Regions from separate parts of the Danio rerio genome. Here region 1 is linked to region 2. Evidence: chromatin contacts called from public HiCAR-type data. All regions are on one chromosome and are shown on one strand. Each heading gives the region's core, a stretch centred on a gene start, on an enhancer-like site or on the middle of the called end of the contact. The rest is flanking DNA. Distances are from core to core; before and after follow the strand shown.

Region 1 (5,769 bases), core at 1,367-3,866, 94 kb after region 2:
CACAAACCCACTTGTATTAAGGATTGGCAAAATTATAGCTTTCATTCAAATGTCCACATTGAAATGCAATGCCATCATGTTTTAATGCTCAAATTTGTTGATTTGTGTGTGGTAATGTGTGGTAATGTCTTATGCAATGAAATACTACAATATTCTTTGTTTTGGGCAATTACTAGGGTTTTGGTATTACTAGAGTAACACAACAGTATTCAACAACACACCTTAGAGTGCATCATGTAAATACTGTAGTACATAATACATATTAATGCTGTGCAATATAGGGCTGCATGATATTGGAAAAATATGACATTGCGATATTTTGTTTTGCTGCGATATATATTGCGATATGAATATAATTTCACCAGATGATTTGAATATTAATAGCTCTTTTGTAAATATTTCATATATTTGACATATTTAGATTGACTAAGATGATTTTTTTTTTTGCAGAGCAAAAGTAAAGTCAAATAAACAGCGTGTTATGGTTTTCTGTGGAGTATTCAAGTGCATAAATGGAACAATCAAATGTAAAATAGCATGGTCATCATTATATAAATAATTATAAAAAGATATTTATTAGAGCTTATTGGTCAAAAGTTGTTACTTTTATGAGCCGTATGCTTGGACCTCAGCTACATTGTCTTTGATTTTAGGTCTCCCGGTTGGACATTTGTCTGAAAAATTCATTAATCGCTTATTTGACATTTTAGCGTTTGCTGCCAGGAAAAATACTGATAAACTGGATCAGTAACAAACCACTATCCTAGCAAAGGGTGGCACAATATTATTAGGAAAATTTTTCCTTAGAATTCCTGAACTGTGTCATTCATACGTCCACTGAGGCTTTTCATTAAGTTACTTGGATTTTAATGATGTTTCTTCAAAGCTGTATTTTGAGTTATGGTATGGCATAATTGAATTTATGTGTTTTATTTTATTATAATTTTATCTTTATATATACTCATTTTGTTCATTTATTTACGTATCATTATTATTCCTATTATTAATTTATTATATTTATTTTATGTATGTATATATATATATATATATATATATATATATATATATATATATATATATAATTTAGTCTGTCTTTCGTTAGCATTCTGTTGTGAAAATGGGCATTGTCTGTTGATTTGTTTCAATTTTTTTTGTGATTAATAGTTCCTGCGATCCTGACTATGTGACTATTGTGGATACACACAATCAATGCTCAACAGATGTATTGTTCAATCTTATTACAATATATTATACATGCCTATCAAAGTATATATTGTAATGTAATAGTCTATTTAGAACATGATGGAGTGATATTACCATGTTTAAGTGTAAACATTGGTCACACCATAGTAGTCCATAAAGTACAGTCATATGAATATTCAATAATAAACTCTAATGCAACTATATAAAAATAATATAAAGTAAGGGCATAATAACTAATTTGAACACGGTGTATGATGATAATATTTTGTTTTGGAAACATACTAAAATATTTATATATTATTTTAGCACATAAATTTAAGCTTAAATCAGAAATACCTCTGGCAACTGAAATGTTTCAGTATTTCAAGCATCAAGTTTTAGTTAACTATAAAACCTCATTTAATTAACGTCAAGACAACAAATAATTTTATACTGATTTAACATATTGTAATAAGTTAATCAGGTTTCAACTGAATGTTTTGTTTTAAGTTATGCAAAGTTTAACTTAATATTGATTAATGTTGAGTTGATGTAAGTTGAGATGACTAGACAGGTCATGTGCATCTTTAAAAGTAATAAAATAACTGAATAATTTTACAATAAGTTACAAATAAGGCCTAAATAATTTTTTTCCTACTTTATGTGCGCTGTAATAATGATGTTAGCTGTTTGTTCAAACTACTTATTTCAAATGAGCTAAAACAATAAATCATTTTATGTTTAATCCACTTAAATTTGTAAATAATCTAATAAGTTTACTTAATTTATGTTGTCCCAACACAAATTAATTTAGCATTTTTATTTAATTTTTAATATGCATGCACACAAACACACACACACACACACACACATATACACACACACACACACACACACACACACAGTACAAATCCATTACTTTCAATTTTAACAGAAACATGAGATGGTGCTGAAAGCAAGAGGGCGCAAACTATAATATCTTACAACTTAAAATAAAATAGTGGTCAGCGGACTGGTTCAAGGGTCCATAAAAGTGCCTGCTGGTTGAAGTTATAACAACTGACTTTCCAGTGAGGGGGTAGAGGACACGTGCTCCCGTCTCCCACTGAGAGACACAAAGGGAGACGTTAAGCCTGATCTGTGGCTCACACGACACCGGACAACACAGCCATCAGAAACGAATCACCAAAACTTCCCAAAGACCTTTATCTCAGCAACTAGCAGCTTTCTGCAGCTCCTATAAGGTCACCTGTCATTCATTAAGAGACCAGTAAAAACTTACAACTCCATAAATTTATATAGAACATTTTCATCGGTTTTATGTATCCTTTTTCCATATTCCTGACGAACTGACAGCTGCATTAGGAAGGAATGACTTCACAAGAGTGGGATTGAATTAACATTAGGTATTCTTGAGATAATTGTACCCTTCACCCTCTACTGGTCAATAGTGAGAAGTAAACCAAGATCACGTAATCAAAACGAGTCATCGATGTTTACCTCAAAATGAGTCAAAGAAGATCTTTTTTTTCCACAGTAAATGAGTTCAGAGGTAAGGACAAGATGTCCAGGTTATAACTCCCATTAAGATAAAGGGGAAAACAAGGGTTTATTTTGCATAAAGTAAATCACATTAAGAGTCACTGTAGTTTTTATGCTCTAACAATATTTTTAGATAAGTACAATTAAATCATTATTGCTATTAAATTAAAACAATTATATTGTTTTTTAATCATTATAATTAAAACATCTGTTATATGATGATTTTTATTTATATACTAACAATGTTTGTATATAGTTTGATCTATTACTGCAGGGGTCAGAGTCTGACAATTATTGTTTGATCTCAACTTTTTTTTGGTTTCACTTTATTTTAAGTATTGCCAGACAGAATCGGCAGACATTTTTTTGCGCAGAATACTGTGAAAAATCTGTGGATTTATGTGGAAGGATTTTGGGTAAATCTTAACTACAAACCTATGTTAAATTAAAATAATACATTTGAAACTTTTATTGACTGTTTACAATGCAAATCCAATTAGATCCACTTATTTGGTAAACAAAGCAAGTCTCTCATATACCGTATATTTACTAAAAGACCGAAATGATTACTTTACAAACTGTATTGTAAGTAAATCATGTGAACGTTTTCATATTAGTCAGTAGTATTAATGAAATTAATTAAAAAACTTAACAAATATACATTAACACACAACTAAATAAATAGACTCAATGATGGGCTATAAATTTGTGGAAATCTGCAGATTTTTGGGTGTGCAGGTTCCTTGTGGGCCCCATTTTCAGATACAATTTACACTATTAAACTGTTAACTGAGACTTTTAGCTCAATAAACGAATAATTAGCTACTTATAAATAATTTTGTAAGGTATTAGTTGGGTTTATTGGGTAGGATTAGGGATGTAGAATAAGATCATACTTTATTAGTGCCAATAAACAGTTAATATCTTAATTATAGACTGGTAATAAGCCAGCGGTTAACAGTGTGAATTGTTACTTGAACTAAAGTTTTTTTTAATAAAAAAAAAACTATATATATATATATATATATATATATATATATATATATATATATATATATATATATATATATATATAATTTTTTTTTTTTTTTTTTTTTTAAATTACTTAATAAAAATATCATTTTTATGTTAACAGAATATGCTTAAAAACTACAATTCACTCATCAAAGTTGCTTTATTTCAGCGACATTTTCTTTATGCAAAGTATGATCTATTTCTCTTCTTGTTTTGGCATTACTGAAATATTTTTTCACAGTTCAGGCTGATTCATCTTGAAATCTCAGAACCAACGGTGGCACTAAAACTGCTCACGGGGAATGATAGAAAGATGTCATATATCATATATCATACACACACACACAATGTATCATATGACCATAGACGTGCCATTACGTCATAACGCAAAGTATATTTGTTGAAAGATCAAGAGGAAAAACATGACTGCTAAATCCAGGTCAGGCAACAACTTCACAGGCTCAAAGAAAGATACTATCATCACTCTACAGAAATACATATGTTGAAAATTAAATAAGCCTCCTTGAGTGATTTTATGCAATACACCTAACAAGAATATTCACTGCTTTGAATGCGAGGCAAAACGTGTGGCTCTTTGATAATATCTGAGCTATTTGGTAACAGAAGGAACAAAGACTCACGTTGGCCTATGGCGCCATCTTTTGGACATAATAGAGAATTGAATGAAAAATGAAATCAATTGCATAAGCTCTATGATGTATTACATCCTGATTACATCCCAAACAATTCTGCTTTAAATTGTTTAAATGCCAAAAAAAAAAAAAAAAAAAAAAAACAGAAATGATGACAATTATTTTCATATTGTAAATGTAAATAGACAATTTCACAAATCTATTTTATTTTCACAGACATGTATAAATAAATGTATTAACTATGTATGCTACAAGTACAAAATCATAACATTATGATAAAATGTTAAAAATGAAATATAAAAATATAAATATAACAAAATATTAAAAATCTATGAGAGGTAACAATATTAATATGGCCTTATATATTAATGTTGTGCAATTATGCATTAAAGGAATCCCTATTTTACCACTGTATTTATATAATCAAGACTTAAAATAGCTATCTTTACTATTACTATTAGGCTATTTATAAAAATCCTTAAAACGACTTTTCCTTAAAATATCACAAATCTTAAAAAATAAATATAAGTTCATTATTTACATAAATACAATGTATTTTATTTGTATGTATGTGTTTAATTCACATAACAATTATCAGAAATATTAATTATTGACAGATTATATGATTGTTTTATGATCAAATTGCATAAAGATATACATTTTAGGTATTATATACTATTTATTGACAACATTTTTGTACATATTTATTTACAATAAGCATGTAAATATTTATTATTATATAAAATGTATTATAATAATTCTGTTTTTGTTAAAAAATATATTCATTAATAATTATATGGAATTTATTATTAATGTATAATTAATATTATATTTATTAATATTATTAATATATAGTATATGTGCATATATTATTAACATATGCACTTATAATATTTAATATATGATATTTATTGACAACATTTTTGTAATTATTTATTTACAATAAACGTGTAAATATTTTTATTAATTATATACAATTTATTTTTATAATTCTGTTTTTGTTAACATTTTTTATTAATTACATACAATTTGTTATTAATATATGCACTTATATAAGAATAAACATATCTAAAAAGGCATGTTTCAGTATCCTCAACCTTATGTATATTGGATTACGTTCCTGACTGATCCAACATTCAGCTCACAGTTAATAAAGGCGTAGGATGCATGACTAGCTTAATTTATCAGTTCCCAGTAAACCTCAATGAAACTGAGAGGGTCACCGGGTTCGTCCGTTACATAATCACCACACGATGTCGCTGCGGCTCCTGGAGATAACAAGAGAAACATAACAACATACCAAACCCGTAAAAAACAAGCCACCAAACCTTCTCGCATTACATTTAGGGCAGGAAAAGTTCTCTTTCCAGAGGAAGTT
Region 2 (5,450 bases), core at 2,769-5,268:
AATGTTGCATGTGGAAAAAAATTTTCACATGTTTGTGCAACAATAGACCATTTTATTTTAATAGTGTATGGAGTCTTCTAAGGTTACAAAACTGTGTAGAATTCATGCCTTATATGGTAGCCTATTGCATATTTACTGATGCTTCAGTTCAAATCTAAATCCCTTCATTGCTGCTCATGTCAATATGATTTAATAGCTACAACAACCGTGACAATCTCTTAAAAAGAACACATCACAATGGGAAATTTTGAATTACTTTGGATTACCTGATAAGACTGAAAAAAAATGTAGGTGAAAAGACGTGCAAATGATTTTTGCTCAGTAATAAGGGAATTGTTAATTTATTCAAGTAGGCCTATTATAACAAATAAAATATAGTATTTATGACATTTTTCTTTAATTCATGGATTTGAGTTATGAATTACAGTAACGCAATACTACTGGGTATCACAATACTTCAGCTGATATAGTATTATGACATGAATGAATGGTATCGTGACTACGTTACAAGGTACTGTAGTAAAATTACTTTATTTACAGAAAAATGTAAAGCAAGGAATTACTGTTACAGTTTTAGGTTATTTAATGGATTACTTATAGTGTATTTCCTTTAAAACTGCAAAAAACGGTTCGGTATGAATTAATTAAAAGAAATTGTATTTAAAGTAACTGTATTTAATTGTATTTAAATTAAATTTGCATAATTATTCAATTTCTAAAGCAAAAAATTACATTTATCAGGATAATCGTGCATGCTTAAACAATGAACGGAGTAAAAAATGAATGACAATATGTAGTATTTATGAAATATGGTGTCATTGGTTTGAAACGTTTCATGTTTTCTAAAAGTTTTTTTTTTCCCTTTTTGCAGAATAATTCTGTTTGTTGGCTAAATAATGTCATGTTTGTTATTAAAATGCTTAGGTATAACACTTTAACAAAGCTAAAATGCCATATATAACTCTGATTTAAAGAATTATAATGATTTAATTTAAGCATTGAGATTTATAGAGATGTTGAACAGTATTTAGTCAAGCAATTCAAATAATCATTAAGTAATTTAATTACTTTTCAGACATTTTATTTAGACAAGTAAATTAAATACAACTGTAATGATGTAATTAGTAATTACTTATGTTTAAATGTAACTTTCCCAACACTGTTTACAATAGAACTATTTATACAGTATGTTTCTTTAAATAAATGCAGTTTTGTTGAGAACAAGAGAATGTTTGAACTACAGCTTTCAACTGTTATTTTCTGGCCAACATTGTGTGTCCAAAATACATGCTGTATTTTGGTCACATGCAGGGAGCAAACACTGCTAGTCTTGCTTACCTTTCCATATCCACCTTTACCCAAAACACGAAGCAACTCAAAACACTCTGGACGAATCTTCTCAGTTCCTTGATTTACACTGTCTTCAGAGATCTCAAACTTTTCACAATCTTCCATACTGCTCCAAAACATTCAAACAGAGATATTTAATTGTGGATAAGAGATACAAAGGATATAATTTAGTTTGTCCACTTTGACATACTCACAACTCAAAACCGCTGCACTGGTCTATATATTCATTAATCTTGGCCTGTGGACAAAAAAAAGGAAAACTTGTTTTGTGATTTTAGTAGGTTTACAGAGATTTTTTTACGTGCACTGCAGCTTTTTACCAAATGCACACAGTGTGCAGATCTGACAAAGCTATTTAAGCTCAATCTATAGCAGTGACTGATGCGTACTGGCTCTCCTGCACCAGACAGAGTATCAAGGTCACTGATCGGCTGTTATCACATTACAGGACCCAGTCTAACAATAGTGAGAGTGTCTGACCAATGCAACTCAGACCTGCAATGGATATTTAATGTTTTCTTTTTGTTTCAGTGGCAATGCAAGTGCACAGCCTGAAACTTTCACACACACACAAAAAAAAAAACATGTGTCAAACACTAAACCCCATTGATTATGCAATCAATGAGGTTTAGTGTTTCAAATTAAGTTTAAAGGGACGATACTTCAAAAAAAAGGAAAAACAATATGTTACTTTATAACCCTCTAGTCATCCTAAATGTAGGTGACTTATTTTCTTGTTTAGAACATACATTTTCATTGGTCTTTGGTGATTGATAAAACACAATTCAGTGGCTACTGGCACTTTTGACTCAAAGAAATATATATAATAGAGCAATTCCATGCAAATGTCAACCTTACCATGAAAAAAAATTGCATTTCCACCAAAATATCAAAATCTGCATTTTTTTGTGTGTAAGCAAGTATTTTACAGTGATTTAAAAATATTAAAAAATTGTCACTGTTAATGTTTTCAAATGATTAAATTTGATTAACCAAAATCACACAAGTGCCAATTTTACGTTGGTCACATCCATTACAAAGCTTTTTCCTCATAAATGTAAAAAAAAAAAAAAAAAAAAGTCAAATAAAATAAAATCAATCGTTTTTGTTCTATAGTGAGCCGACTCTTATGCTTTTGATTACCATTGTTTCTTTTGGGTTGTGCAGTTTAATTCACAGAATTTCTACAAAGTACGCTGTATTCTGTAAACTCACAGACTATTTTGGACACATCCATAACAAATGTTTATTTCCTCATTTAAAATATAAAAAATGTTTACAGATTGATATTTTTCTGATCCCTTAACTCTGTGGTTGGAGGTTTTTACAATATAAACCGAAGTTTTAATATACCCTTAAGAAATACTTTCTCTGTGAATTTATGTTTTGAGATTTTACCACAAATGTCACATCCATAATGCTGGAATTGCTCAATAATAAAATTACCAGCAATTCAGCAAGACACACTGATGTCTGTCTAATAAAGCAAACCGGTAATAATATGTGTGAAACTGATTATTCAGACATTATTATCAGTCATCCACAGCCTTGGGTGTGTTCATGACAGCTTCCTATCAGGTACTGTAATATTGCATTTGCTTGTCCAAACTCATGTGCAAGTTAACAAAGTTTGTTTACAACTACATGATACAGGTTGCTGGATTCAAGAAAAGCACAGATAGTACAATTCTGATGAACAATACGGTATATTTCCTCCCTCTTATAGTTGTAAACAAACCGTCAGCTCCTGTGAGTTAGTGAACAATTGTTTTGCTTTGCAACAAAACATTGTCATGAAAGCACACATGATTGTTGGCTGAGGTTGTAGATTAGAAAATGTTCTAAACAATGTTTGTTCTTGAACAGATTAGCAATTTGCTTTATGAGACAGTGTATATTTGGTGACCACAATTTTGTTTTGCATCTATATGTTTATCTTGACTTTCAAAGTTTCAGGTTTCTGAAAAGAAGGCTTGTTGTTGTTTTTTTAAGCTGTCTCAGTTAATCAATAACGTGCTGACCAGCTATTCTGTCCTAAATAATCAGCTAGTAGTTAACATTATATCTGATATGACTAACTTTAGCTAGTGGATGGTTTGTTGCCGTTTCAAGACCCACCATCTTAATAACCAGCCTGAACCAGCTAATATCCAGCTTAGACCAGCCAAAACCCTTAAATCTTTAGCTTTAAAACATGATTAAAAAGAGATTAGTGGACTATTCTAAGCTTTTTCAGACACACCATTGTAACTTGGGTTTAATGTGTTGGACTAATTGAGTGATAACTTGTCAATTATATAATAGCCGACCACGGTACTGTCACACTTTACCATAGTACAGCCATAGCACTTTTAAGCCGTGCTTTTAAAACGGTAAGGTGTTGGCTCTATTCTCAGGCCGGTTCAGTCAATGCGGAAAATCTGAAACGAGCCGGTTAACGGGTACATACCCCGTCGGAGAGCTCCTCATCTGACACGTTGTCCTCCGGCGGGTCCAAATCGATATCAAACACCCCAGCCATGGCCACAGTCTCCTTACTCTCCAATACCCGAATTAAGACGAATCCCGACGCCTCATGATCCAGCACGACTCACCGACGCCATAACCGGCTCCGGTACGCAACGTTCCCCAACGGAGATCAACTACCGGTAAACGTAAATCAGAATGTCACAGGGCGTCAGTGCGCATGCTCAGAAATGTGTAAAACAAAAGTCAACAAACAGATTGACCATTTTAATCAAACAAACACACGAATGTGTTGCTTTTTACTCCGACAGATTCAAAGTCGAGGTAAGAGTGTGTTAAATATAGACACACGTCATTTTGGGTGTTTAGGAAGCTGGTTTTAGGTGTAGTATCACTGAGTTACCAATAGATGTCGACAAAAGACTGGATAATGTTTTGATTGCGTCCATAGCTCCGAACAACTTGTCATGACTTTCAGACAGTTATTGCACAATCGGTCTTGTGATCCTGTGTTTTAAAATAGGTACGACAATAAAATTGTGTACTCTCTATATTAGAATTGTTAGAATTAATAGTTCATATCAGTCAAGTGTGCGATTCTATTTTAATCAGTTTAGAAGTGCTGGCATTCAACAATAGGCTACTTGATTGCAGATCAATATCACGGTCACTTCATAATAGTGAATTCAGATATACAAATACAGACTTGTTATGTCTCCGTCCTAATATTAATTTGATCTAATGTCAGCTGAGTTGTCAGCTAATCCAATCTTTAGTCATTCTTAAGCATCGTCATAGTATGTTTCGTTTAATTTGTCAACACTCCTGTTTTCTAGCATATCCAAAATACTCTGGTCCTCTAAATCTTTTATCAATTTCTATTTTCTTTCCATTCTATCTTTTATATACAGTTGAAGAATTATCAGCCCCCCTGTTTATTTTTTCCCCATGCAATTTCTGTTTTACGAAGAGATTTATTCAACACATTTCTAATAGTTTTATTAACTCATTTCTAGTTACTGATTTATCTTTGCCATGATGACAGTAAATAATATTTTACAAAATATTTTAAGACACTTCTATACACCTTAAAGTGACATTTAAAGGCGTAACTAGGTTAATTAGATTAACTAAACAGGTTAGGTAATTAGGCAAGTTATTGTATAACGATGCTTTGTTCTAGAAAATCGAAAAAAATATATAGCTTAAAGGGGCTAATAATTTTGACCTTTAAAATATATTTTTAAAAAGTAATAACTGCTTTTATTCTAGCTGAAGTAAAACGAATAAGACTTTCTCCAGAAGAAAAAAAATATTATCAGACATACTGTGAAATTTTCTTTGCTCTGTTAAACATAATTTAGGAAATATTTGGAAAGAAAAACAATTTAAAGGGGGCAAATAATTCTGACTTTAACTGTGGTATATTAAAGCATGTAGCAGTTTTATCTCTGTTCTATCTACTTTTGCCAAATGATTAGTTAAAATGTATAACAACAATGTAATATACTAAAATACCATAACAAACGTACATAAATTATTGTGCCATGAAAATATATCTATCCTGGAGTTGCATTGACTATTGGATTATTATTGTTTTTGTTTTTTTGTAAAGAGCTATTCCTCTCCTGTCC

Evidence for each region. HiCAR-type assays count read pairs that join an accessible place to other places.
Region 1: a contact with region 2 is called in a HiCAR-type map of caudal fin, with 19 times the contacts expected there. The contact joins the enhancer-like site here to the promoter of rps6kb1a in region 2. A contact is called at or near these places in 12 of 18 Hi-C or Micro-C datasets (caudal fin, embryo, fibroblasts and 5 more) and 3 of 4 datasets of contacts at active chromatin or transcription factors (caudal fin, embryo and gastrula embryo).

The regions. Positions count from the first base shown.
Region 1 is chr10:33,204,010-33,209,778 of GRCz12tu, forward strand. All of the region lies in intron 2 of LOC137496591 (a long non-coding RNA gene), which reads right to left. Among named protein-coding and RNA genes, the nearest start is that of ptrh2, 20 kb to the right of the region's middle. Within about 2 kb of position 2,617, at least 13 of the 62 cell types and tissues checked have an H3K27ac peak or open chromatin away from gene starts, as enhancers often do. A contact at or near this core is called in caudal fin, gastrula embryo and skeletal muscle, where this site is marked.
Region 2 is chr10:33,108,966-33,114,415 of GRCz12tu, forward strand. It overlaps rps6kb1a (ribosomal protein S6 kinase b, polypeptide 1a), which reads right to left and starts at 4,019. Exons shown (of 15, transcript XM_685634.10): 1 at 3,800-4,019; 2 at 1,545-1,588; 3 at 1,339-1,456. The coding sequence starts at 3,871.